Regions from separate parts of the Triticum aestivum genome. Here region 2 is linked to region 1. The links are chromatin contacts, called in public Hi-C maps. All regions are on one chromosome and are shown on one strand. The core of a region is the stretch at or near the end of the contact, and the rest is flanking DNA. Distances in the headings are between cores, read along the strand shown. Region 1 holds the start of LOC123144807 (neurofilament heavy polypeptide). Region 2 holds the start of LOC543070 (temperature-induced lipocalin-1).

Evidence for each region. A called contact is a pair of places that touch in the nucleus more often than the background predicts.
Region 2: a contact with region 1 is called in a Hi-C map of leaf, with 6 times the contacts expected there. The contact joins the promoter of LOC543070 here to the promoter of LOC123144807 in region 1. A contact is called at or near these places in 2 of 5 Hi-C or Micro-C datasets (leaf and an unstated tissue).

Annotation. Positions count from the first base shown.
Region 1 is chr6D:310,258,085-310,263,588 of IWGSC CS RefSeq v2.1, reverse strand. It overlaps LOC123144807 (neurofilament heavy polypeptide), which reads left to right and starts at 3,255. Exons shown (of 14, transcript XM_044564043.1): 1 at 3,255-3,666; 2 at 4,057-4,260; 3 at 4,337-4,518; 4 at 5,084-5,210; 5 at 5,313-5,504. The coding sequence starts at 3,559.
Region 2 is chr6D:310,721,549-310,727,635 of IWGSC CS RefSeq v2.1, reverse strand. LOC543070 (temperature-induced lipocalin-1) reads left to right here and starts at 2,341. Exons shown (of 2, transcript XM_044564044.1): 1 at 2,341-2,960; 2 at 3,066-3,419. The coding sequence starts at 2,574. The coding sequence ends at 3,251. It overlaps LOC123144808 (40S ribosomal protein S11), which reads left to right. Exons shown (of 6, transcript XM_044564046.1): 6 at 1-242. The coding sequence ends at 24.

The DNA of each region.
Region 1 (5,504 bases), core at 2,006-4,505:
CGGTGCCAGCATCCTTGTTAGCACGGGGTCCGCTGAGTCTTCGGGAAGAGGGGCCGGACACCTAATCCGTTCCGCTTTCGTTATCCAGCCCTGGAAAGAGATGGTTTGCTCAGTGTCTTACCACATGATACCTGATTATGAGGTGTTCGGCGGATGGGCACTTACCGTGGTGTCCGGATGGTTACAGTCAAGGCCGATGTCTTCGGTAGTATCCGGCCACTGCTTTCGTTTCCCGAAAAATAATTTCCACATCCCTTTGTGTGTAGTGCCGAAGAAGTGTTGAAGTGCCCGCGGCCCTTCGGGATTAAACTCCCACATGCGGAGAGGTCGCCTCTGGCACGACAAGGTCCGACGAACCAGCATTACTTGAATAACGTTGATAAGATCAATGTCTCTCTCGAGGAGGCTCCTGATGCGGCTCTGAAGAGTCTGTACCTCATCAATTGATCCCCAGTCCAACCCCTTATTAATCCATGATGCGAGCTGGATCGGAGGGCTGGGTCGGAACGCAGGCGCATCCGCCCACTTGGAGCCACGGGGCTCGGTGATGTAGAACCACTCCCGTTGCCATAAGTCAGAGGACTCGGTGAAGGATCCTTTTAGCCAAAGGGCGCTATTAAGCTTGCTCACGGTGGCGCCACCACACTCCGCCTGCTTCCCCCCAATCGTTTGCGGCTTTACGTGGAAGGTCTTGAGCCAAAAGCCGAAGTGTGGAGGGACTCGAAGGAAGGCCTCGCACGTGACGATAAACGCCGAGATAAGCAGAACAGAGTTCGGGGCCAGATCATGAAAATCCAGCCCGTAGTAGAGCATGAGCCCTCGAACAAAGGGACTAAGGGCAAAGCCTAACCCTCGGAGGAAGTGGGAGATGAACACGACCCTCTCGTCGGATCTGGGGGTAGGGATAACCTGCCCTTTGGCAGGGAGCCGATGGAGGATTTCTGCAGTCAGATATCTCACCGCCCTAAGCTTTGCAGTGTCCTCCTCTGTAACAGAAGAAACCACCCACCGACCGGGAAGGCTGGATCCGGACATGACTAAGACTTGTGGTGGTCGAAACTTGGGTTTTAGAACTCGAGATAGCAAGGGCTGAGGAAGAAGCAAACGTGGAAGAGAAAAAGGACGGGCGTGCACCCCTTTATAAAGGTCGTGAGTATCTAAACGTCTACTCCTGGGCCTTCAAACTTGCCTGTTTCCAAGGAGTTGTACCACAGAGACGGTTGGGTTACCCACGTCTGTGTTGATGAGAATCCCTTAATAAGGGGGACACGATCTCGACTTGGATAAGACGTGCCAATAAAGCCGCGCCTCGAAACCCGGGGCTGCAGGCTAACAACGGTTTGAAATTATGACCGGGCAGACGTAATGTCATGCTGTAAAAAGTTGTCAGCGGATTGGACTCGTGGAATATTATATTCTCTCTGCGGTTGTGTGTGGTGCTTGTGTTACAGGTCCGGACACGTTCAATACGTCCGAAGACTATCTTGGAGTTCAGAAGGAGGAACCCGCCTTGCAATGCCGAAGACACATCTACGCGCCGGATACCTTGTCATTGAAGCCAGGTTCAGGGGCTACTGAGGGAGTCCTGGACTAAGGGGTCCTCGGGCGTCCGGCCTGTTGGCCATAGGCCGGACTGATGGGCTGTGAAGATACGAAGACCAAAGACTGCACCCGTGTCCGGAGGGGACTCTCCTTGGCGTGGAAGGCAAGCTTGGCGACCAAATATGTAGATTCCTTTCTTTGTAACCGACCTTGTGTAACCCTAGATCCTCCCGGTGTCTATATAAACCGGAGGACTTAGTCCGGAGGGGAGATATACATTACCATAGTCATACAGGCTAGACTTATAGGGTTTTAGCCACAACGATCTCGTGGTAGATCAACTCTTGTAATACTCATATTCATCAAGATCAATCAAGCAGGAAGTACGGTATTACCTCCATAGAGAGGGCCCGAACCTGGATAAACATTGTGTCCTCCGTCTCCTGTTACCATCGACCTTAGACGCACAGTTCGCGACCCCCTACCCGAGATCCGCCGGTTTTGACACCGACAAGGGGTGTGACGTGGCGGCCGGGGTGGTGGAGCGGCGGCAAAGGCAAGAGAGAGAAGTTGAAGTAGAGAAAATGGGAGGATGGAGGCGCGGGGTCCGGGAGGGGTTTTGGGTGGGCCGAAGGTGTTAGAGTCCTACGTGGTTGCTGTCGGGACTCCCGCAAAGCTCTCAGTTTATCTCGAGCTTGCCGAAAAAAGTACGTCCGGACCGCTCGGCGGACTGATACAGGTCCGCGTTGGACGGCTAAACACGTCCGAACCGACAGTTGCAGGCGGTTGATTGTCCGCTTTGGAGATGCCCTGAAAGCGTCGTCTTCTCTTCTCTTTCGTGCATAGATCAACCGATATATCGTGACATACTAGGTATCTTACATATCGCACGTTTTGTACGAGACGCGACTATAGCGCGTCATTACTTCTCACTCCAAACAATAGTAATCGCTCGATGCGACAATCCCGTACTCGCGCCTCACCCCTCTCTGTACATATGTTCATCGAACCGTCGTCTTCCATCTCTCGCCACAATCATTCTCCTCGTTAGTGTTATTTCCGCCTTTCGCCCCCTCCGCCTTATCTTCTTCGACGACTTCAAGATCGATTGTCACTTCCAGTTGGCGGAGCGCCGCCATGATGCCACGGCGGCACCGCCCCGCTGTGGCTCGCACTTACACCCCCATGGTTGCATCTTATGCCCCTCTTTTTTGGGAAAGAAAAACAAAATTTTGACCTTTCTTATTATTGATTGATGTGCAGGATGGCCGAAAACCTAGCGGAAATTGCCAAATCGGCCAGAGCGAGGGGCGTGGCATCGTCGGACTGCCTGCTCCAAGCAACCTTCCACCCCCATGGTTTGCATCTTGTGTCCCTTGTTTTTGAGGAAAGAAATTCACATTTTTGCCCCTTCTTATTATTGATTGATGGTTTGGTGTGCAGGAGGGCCAAAAACCTAGGAAAAATAGCCAAATCGGCCAGAGCGAGGGGCGTGGCAACCATCGGGCCGCCCGATCCAAGCAAGCGACGGCCGAGAGCTCCCCAGGGTGCTGCGTGCACTGCCCCGCGGCGGCGGCGGCTCCGGCTCGGACGCAAGGCCGCCCAAAAGCGGAGCAGGATCGCCCCCGACGCGTCCGTGGGCAAAATTGGCAGGCCGCGCCCGCGCCGAAGTGGCCCAAACCCCCCCATAAATCGCCCGCCGATTCCAAACACCGCTCCACTCCACCGCCCCCTCGCAAGGCCGAGCCACAGAGAGCCGCACCGAAATCGCGTCCCGTCGTGCAAAGGGAGCGGGGGGTTGGGAGCGGGACAAATCTCCCTCGTCACCACCTCCACCACCACCGTCCACCGCCACCCCCCTCTCGCCCCCTCAAGCCTTGCCCCTCGCGCGGGAGGGACGCCGTGTCCTCCTGCCCCCACCGCGCCGCGAGGGGAAACCCTAGCGGCTGCAGATCTCCGGGCAGGCGCCCCGATCCGGGCGGCCCGCGCCCCGATTCGGCCCTCCCGGCGCCTCAAATGGCGGCGGACGGGGCGGACAGCGACCTTGAGGAGCAACTCAAGGATGTCGGCGCCCGCCTGCAGGAGGCGCCCGACGACTCCGACGGCCTGCTCAAGCTCCTCTACGTGAGCCTTCTCTCTCAACTTTGTGTGTTTATCTTGTTTGGTTCTCTGTGTCCGTTACGGCTGTATGTAGGGTTTGTCGTTGTGGTTGTATCGCTTTCGGATGATTGTAATAAGCTTTATGTTTACCTTGTCGCTGCTTCTCTAGATTTTGTCCAATTCTTGGTTCGGGCAAAAAAGGAGTGTTTTCAGTCATTGGTAGAGCGTCATCTATTGTTGGGCACCGATATGTACATGATTATGTCTATCTATTGTTAGATAGAGGTGTTAGCTAACTTGAAATCCACCCTGCTCTTCAGAATTGGAGTAACTGCCGGGTCTGATTATGCCAGCGGCTATTATAGCTTAAACTTGCTCATGTGATTTAACAAGTTGATCTTTTTCTATATGCAGGACGTCGAGAAATATCTGTTGAGAGTGGAGCAATCACCTGCAGCAAGCACATTTGCTGCTGTTCGCCCAGCAATGGATGCCCTGATCAAGAATGAACTTTTGACTCACCCTAACGCCGAGGTCAAACTTGCTATAGCATCTTGTATATCTGAGGTTACAAGAATCACTGCACCCGAGGCTCCGTATGATGACAATATTATGAGGGTACTGTGTCTTTCCTGATTATAAGATTTATTTATTCTCTATCCTGTATCCTGACCTGTGCTGTCTACTTTGTCAGGATTTGTTTTCCATAATTGTGGGGACTTTTCAGAATTTAGATGATATCGAGAGCCCGTCCTTTGCGAGGAGGATTTCAATTCTTGAGACTGTGGCAAAGGTCCGGTCGTGCGTGGTCATGTTAGACCTTGAGTTGGATGATCTGATTCTGCAGATGTTTAACCATTTTTTCACAACTGTGACGTAAGAAGCCACTTCTCGTTATTCACCTTAAGTTTATCTATTTCTACTTCTTGCTAGTTTCTGGGTATGTTTACTAAGTTTTGCTAAGCTATGTTGCTATTCTCCTGACATGTGTAAGGTGTTATTGTACTTGCCTAAAATGTTTTTTTCTTATGTGTTTTTAATGGACAAATTCTTAGATAATATGCGGTACCTGTCCTGTACATTTTTTCTTAACAATCTAGCAGAATTATCAGATCCTGGTATCTTATTCAATGTTTTTGCTAAAAGAAGATTCTAACTTTATTTATTTAAACTCATTAAACTAACACTAAGCTGCCAATATTATAGCGGTTGTTGTTTTGCAAGTTGCTAGCATTGCCTTTCTTATGTTGGAAAATGCTGCATTCCCCTTCCTGGTAATTGTAATAGTTGTTAAAAGAGATGCACTTTCTTTTACATTGATATGTTTGTTCAATTAAATTAACATGATGATGGTACGTGAGGCGTTATCATTTTAGATGTACCCATCGTATTTTTCTGGACTGATTCTAATGGAAATTACCTTTTGTCATCCTGTGTTCAGATCAAACCAACCAGAAATTGTCATATCATCTATGGTAACAACAATGAAACTTGTAATAGATGAGAGTGAAGAAATACAGACAGCGCTTGCATCGTATCTTCTTCAAAAGGCTAGAAATGAGGAGAGGGTATATCATTTCAACTTTCTTCACGCTGATAATATGGATTTACCTTGCCCAAGCAAGGAGGGAGGTTCACATATACTAATTTTTTTTGTTTTATGTTCCCAGGAAACTTCTCCAGCATCTTTTGAACTTGCAGAGAAGGTGATCAGCTCATGTGAAGATGGGAAGCTAAAACCAATATTCCTGCAGTTACTTCAAGTTCAAGGCAATCCCTTGGATGAATACAGCAAAATTGTCACGCTGGTTTGTGAAGGTGATAAGGTTGTCAGGGAAGACAACAATGTTGATCCTTCTGGG
Region 2 (6,087 bases), core at 1,092-3,591, 460 kb before region 1:
AAGAAGGCATTCACCGGTGCTTGAGCAAGTCATGGCAGAATCCGAAACCTTTTCACCATGAAATTTTGATGTCACATCATCTATATTGTTCCATCTGTGTGTACTAGGGTTTTGTCTCGAGAGTTCCCCAAATTTCAAGTTAAGAGTGAATGGTTTAGTGAAGTTCAGAGTGCTTCGTGAAGAAGATTATTGATGCAGTTACCTGGTTACTCGTTAATATACATCACTCGTTTTTGGCTTCTTGCTTGTGACTCTTATCTGAATTGAGCCTATAATGTCTAGGACCAACAAAGCTGCAGCACGCAAGTGCTGATTTATCCCATCTGTCGGTTGTTGATGGAAGTCTGTCCCTGAATGATAGCCGGGAGCTCGGCGCTAGACACCGCACCTTGTACGGACAATATTCCGTGTTGAGTTGCTTCCCCTCCCAGCAGCAGATTGAAACTTTTCACACGGCGTACGTACACAGGTGTGGCAGAGTTTCACTCGTTGCAGCGGGACAGCGAGCCGTGGCTCCAGAACACTGGCGTCCGCAAAGCGTGCAAGCCGTTGTTTGGGACCCCCGAGGGCGCACGTAACTGAACTCTGCCGAAGTAGGACAAGGATGGCAACAGTGACCCCGAGGGAACACTTGTAATATACTCCTGGCCAAGGCTAGATGCGCCACTTGAAAAAAAAGGAAAAAAAAGCCTAGATGCAGGAATAGTAAAACGAGGCCTCATTTGGTTTTGGTTTGTAGGAATTCTATAGGTTAGGATTTTTAAAGGAAAAATTTCTTTGGAGTTTGCAGGAATGGATTTCTATTCCTATTAGGATAGGAACCAATCTTTCACATTGAAAGAAAAAAAAATTAGCCTAGACTCAATGGAAGATTCCTATCATATGCATCAAATGACATCTTTTTCTCTATATAAATTGAGATACATGCCACGTCACTTCTTAGGATTTTTCTATTCCTAAGAAATTCCAATCCTATGAACCAAAGGAGTCCATAGCTAAGAAAAAAGACCCAACCTCTGCAACAACACGATGCCGAGGCTAGTCACAGGTAGGAACCAAAAGGGGGAATCTTTGGATAAGACATCGAGTAATGCACATAACCAAACACTATGTGCTTATTTTCTCACTAGGCAAAGCTAGGGGTGTAACTTAGGTGCATGTTCAACCAACATTTGCTTCATCGTCACCCCACCCCCATACTCAATGTCTCTCCTCTATGACCCCACTCTTCACCCCCCCCCCCTCGCCCCACCCCAAGGACAACCACCTTGCCTCTCCATGTCCTCTTTCTTCTCTTGCATCCATCGATGCTAGCTACTACTATCCTCATCTGAAAGAGCAGATGACGCCATCATCAAGTCGGGATGCCAATGCCCACGACGCCATATTATCGGTCTAGTCGCCGACTTGCTTGTATCAGTGGACATCGACTCCTTGATGACCTTCCTCTCTCCTTGGCGCCGAACCCCTTCCCCGCATTTTTCTCGGCTCCTCCTTCTCCTCTCTCTTCCCACTGGATAGCAACTAAGGCCTCCTTTGGTTTGGAGGAATTTCACAGGATTTCCATAGGCTAGAATTCCTACAGAAAAATTTTCTTTAGAGCCCTTTGGTTTATAGAAATGGGTTCCTAACTTCCTATTCCTACGTAGGATTGGTTCCCATCCTCTAAAATTCAAAGAAGAATAAACGTTAGCCTAGACTCAACAGGAAAAAAAATCCTACACCGTGAACCAAATGCCATCTCATTTCTTATTCCTATTCAGAGAATTTTAGATACATGTCATCTCATTTTCTACAAGTTTCTCATTCCCCGTGATATTTCTATCTTATGAACCAAGGAAAGCCTAAGCGATTTCAGCCTTATTTGTGTTTAGGTAGACTTTGGGGGTTGGAGTTTCAACCTTGGGGAGCAAGAAATCATGTAAGGCTGGGTATACGTGTCCATGGACGTTCGGGAGTGCTCTAGAGCACCGTGTGAAGAGTGTCCTTGTGTGAAAACAGCTCCTTGGTCTCGGGGTAATTTTGTGTGGTTCAGAACTGATTAGTAGTTCGAAAAGGAAAAGAACTGTACGCTAGAAGTCGAATGTACCTGATGTGTATGTTGACGTGCATGACGCGAACATCAATACAGATCAAAACATGTCCACTTGGGAACATGTCGGCATTTCCTCTGGTCCATGAACGCTAATTAGTTTTTACCAATGATACCAAAACAACAACCTGCAGCACCAAAAATGGCGCTGTCTGGGGCGAGCTTAGGACATGGAGAGATGTCGAGAAAGCAGTAACCTTCACGTGCAAGTCTCCACGTATAGACCCCGACAAACCATCGCGCTAAGCGTTCCAGAGCCCTCCACGTCCTTTCAAATTTCGACCACCTTATCCTCCCCGACCTTCTTCATCCCCCTTTCCCCTTCCATACGAGCTGCTAGCTTGCCTGTGAAGCCCTCTCACACCTCCTATATATCAACCTATCTCAAGCTCACTACAGCTTCATCCAAGCAACCGTGATCAGTTCACGAATCCACCTAAAGCGAGACACAGACCGAGCAGCGACCGGGCGGCGATAGACGATGGCGGCCAAGAAGAGCGGGAGCGAGATGGGCGTGGTGCTGGGGCTGGACGTTGCGCGGTACATGGGGCGGTGGTACGAGATCGCGTCCTTCCCCAACTTCTTCCAGCCGCGCGACGGGCGCGACACGCGGGCGACCTACGAGCTCATGGAGGACGGCGCCACGGTGCACGTGCTCAACGAGACGTGGAGCAAAGGGAAGCGCGACTTCATCGAGGGCACCGCCTACAAGGCCGACCCGGCCAGCGAGGAGGCCAAGCTCAAGGTCAAGTTCTACGTCCCGCCCTTCCTCCCCATCATCCCCGTCGTCGGCGACTACTGGGTCCTCTATGTCGACGACGACTACCAGTATGCCCTCGTCGGCGAGCCCCGCCGGAAAAGCCTATGGGTAAGCATACACATAGTATATTACTAACAACGCACATATCCGACGCTACAAGTGCGCTTGATTAATCTGGTTGTTTGCCATATGCGTACGTGTGCATGTATGTAGATCCTGTGCAGGAAGACGCACATCGAGGAGGAGGTGTACAACCAGCTGCTGGAGAAGGCCAAGGAGGAAGGCTACGACGTGGCCAAGCTGCACAAGACGCCGCAGAGCGACCCGCCGCCGGAGAGCGATGCCGCGCCCACCGACAGCAAAGGGACCTGGTGGTTCAAGTCGCTCTTTGGTAAATGATAGATTCATCCGTCTGTATATGCAGTTGGCCGGCACTGTAACAGCCATGATGTGTGTTCATCTGTATCTTAGTGTATTAGCTATTCTCTATGGTGTCGAATAAATGGGACTCAGTGATATGGTATACTACCGTTTTCCAGGAAAAGACTCCATGACGAGCTTTATCAACTGGCACAGGCTACGTGCAAACTGACTGATTTTTGTTATTTGGGTCAGTCGACTGACCAAAAATTCTGTTACTCGGTTGCTCCCATATCTGCATGCTTCCTACTCGATCGTTCCTCCGTACTAGCTGCTCACTTCATCATCCAACTGGAGCAAAGGGTGTACGCTGGACATTTTTTTTTTCAAAACGGAGGCATAAGATTTGCCTCATCTATTAAATAAGGAAGAAGCAGAGTTTAGAGTTTTACAAGAGCACCCACATACACGGCATGACGATTACTCGCGCAAGAAAATAGGCCCTAGTCTTTTGGCACCCGCGGTAATTCAGAGCTTTGCCTCCTCCACGATGTTGTTGAGAAGTATCGGCGGCGGTGTGAACTTGTGCCGTAACACCCGTGCATTCGCTCATTCCAAATAGTCCAAGAAACAAGCATGGTGAGGGAGGCCGAAGCCCTCCCGCTGGGGACGTGGTTGCCGGTTCGCTTGGACCACCATTCGTGGACGGACCCGGCAAGGTGCCAATCGATGGTGTCCATGTGAGCAAGGCCAAGCTTGACGATAATTGACCTCCAAAGCCTAAGTGTGTAGCGATACTTGATATTCATGCAAACATAATACAAACCTGTTAACCGATAACCGAGAGAAGAAACCCGTTAACCGATAACCTGCGTTTGGCTGCTCGGTATTTTTGGAGTTTTAGGAGAATACCATGGTTTTTTTAGAAACTCTAGTTTTAAATACTTTGACGTGTTTGGCTTTTACAAATACTGCTGTTTTATAAACCATAGTATATCTAAAACCGTGGTTTTTTTGCTGTATTTAAAAAAGAGGTCACAACCTCTTTTTTCTAAACTGAGAAGCCCTTGCTCGGTCCATCTTCTTCCTGCCGTCATCACCTTCCATTCCTCCATTTCGTCCGCAGCCACTAAATCAAGATTAGCACCTGGGGCCGTTGATTTCTTCAATCGTTCACTATTGTGCTAGCGCAAGAAGGGACAGCCTGTAGATTATGTTCAATCCTATCGGATGATGCACGTACACGTACGAAATGATTTAGCACCGACTGGAAAAGGCTTAGAACATGGAATACATCGGTTGATACTTGGAGCACAGTCGTACATGACAGGCACAGTTGTGCATGCGGCCGAAGGTACAACATAACTCTACTACAGGTCCTAGCGCATAGGAAAGAGGGGCGTGCGAGAAGGCTACAGGCAAGTAACGGCCGTTAATTAGCACAACCTGATCCCGTCGTTGTATAACTCAGTTCGGTTCAGCTAGCTATGATTATCCATGCAATGAGTAGTTCGTTAATTAGCACAACCTAATCACGTCGTTGTATAACTACTTGAGCGTAGCTCAGTTCCGTTCAGCTAGCTATGATTATCCATACAACGACTAGTCAAAACCAGGGAAACTGAGAAAAACTGCACTTGCCAAACACCTTGGTAGTTTTGCAAAAATTGAGAAAAACTGCGGTTTTTAGAAACCGAAGTATTCATTGCCCACACATTGAAATACTGAGGTTTCAATTATTATGGTTTTGGAAAAACTATGTTGCCAAACTAAATGCAAACCTGTTGACCGACAACCAAAATAAGAAAAAAAAAGGGCCAATCGCACGAAATTCTAATACTTGTGGCAAATCTGATTTTCAACCATCCAACGGACAAACGAATGTGCGCCAAAATAAAAATCATCTTGCACAAAAGTTTGTCTCAGTCGATTTTTATATGGGAGCAGTCGAGCCTATGCAACCATAAAACAAAAGCCCACCAGATGCATGGGCTTGTTTTCAAACATAACATCAACTGGCCCAATAGCTGCAACGACACAAGGCAGAAACAAAAAATAAAATAAAATATGAAGTTTTCTAAGGAAGAATGAATTTGACATTGTTATTACACTTTAAGAACAAAAGAAAATTAATGATAAGTTTTGCACAGAATTTATAAATAAATTGCGGTTTTAATAGTATGCAAAAATATTCATATAATAGTGAAATTTACAGAAATTAAGTTTTATAAGAAGGAATGTATTAGTGGTATTGGTATTACCAGTAAATAAGAAATAAATTGCAATAAAAACTTTAAAAATCAAAATAATGAAGTTTTCCAAGAAAAAATAAATTGGTGGCATTGGTATTACCCTTTGAGAAAAATAAAATGCAAACAATATAAATAAACTTGCAGACAACTTTGCAATGAAATTGCACTTTTTTAATATGCAAAGAATAAGCATACAATAATGTAATTTTTGCACTCTATTATAATTTACACAAATATCATAGGGTACTTGCTTCTATACTCAAGCATCAATGAACAAAGACATGCATTAAAATAAAACATAAACTCATCCCTTTTACAACCATAAAACAGAAGCCCACCAAATACTTAGGCTTGGTCCGAAGCAGGACATAAACTGAACCAATATCTGGTAAGGCACACGATAAAAATGAAAATAATGAACAAAAATAAATAAAAACAAAAAAATGTTTTCTAAGGAAGAATGAATTAGTGGCATTGATATTCCCTTTAAGAACAAAAAAAATAATGGCAAAATTAGCATATAATTTACACATAAATCGTGCTTAGTGTAATTATTTCAAAACATAAGTTTGCTACGAAGGAATGCATTAGTGACAGTGCTATTACCCTTTAAAAAGGAAGAA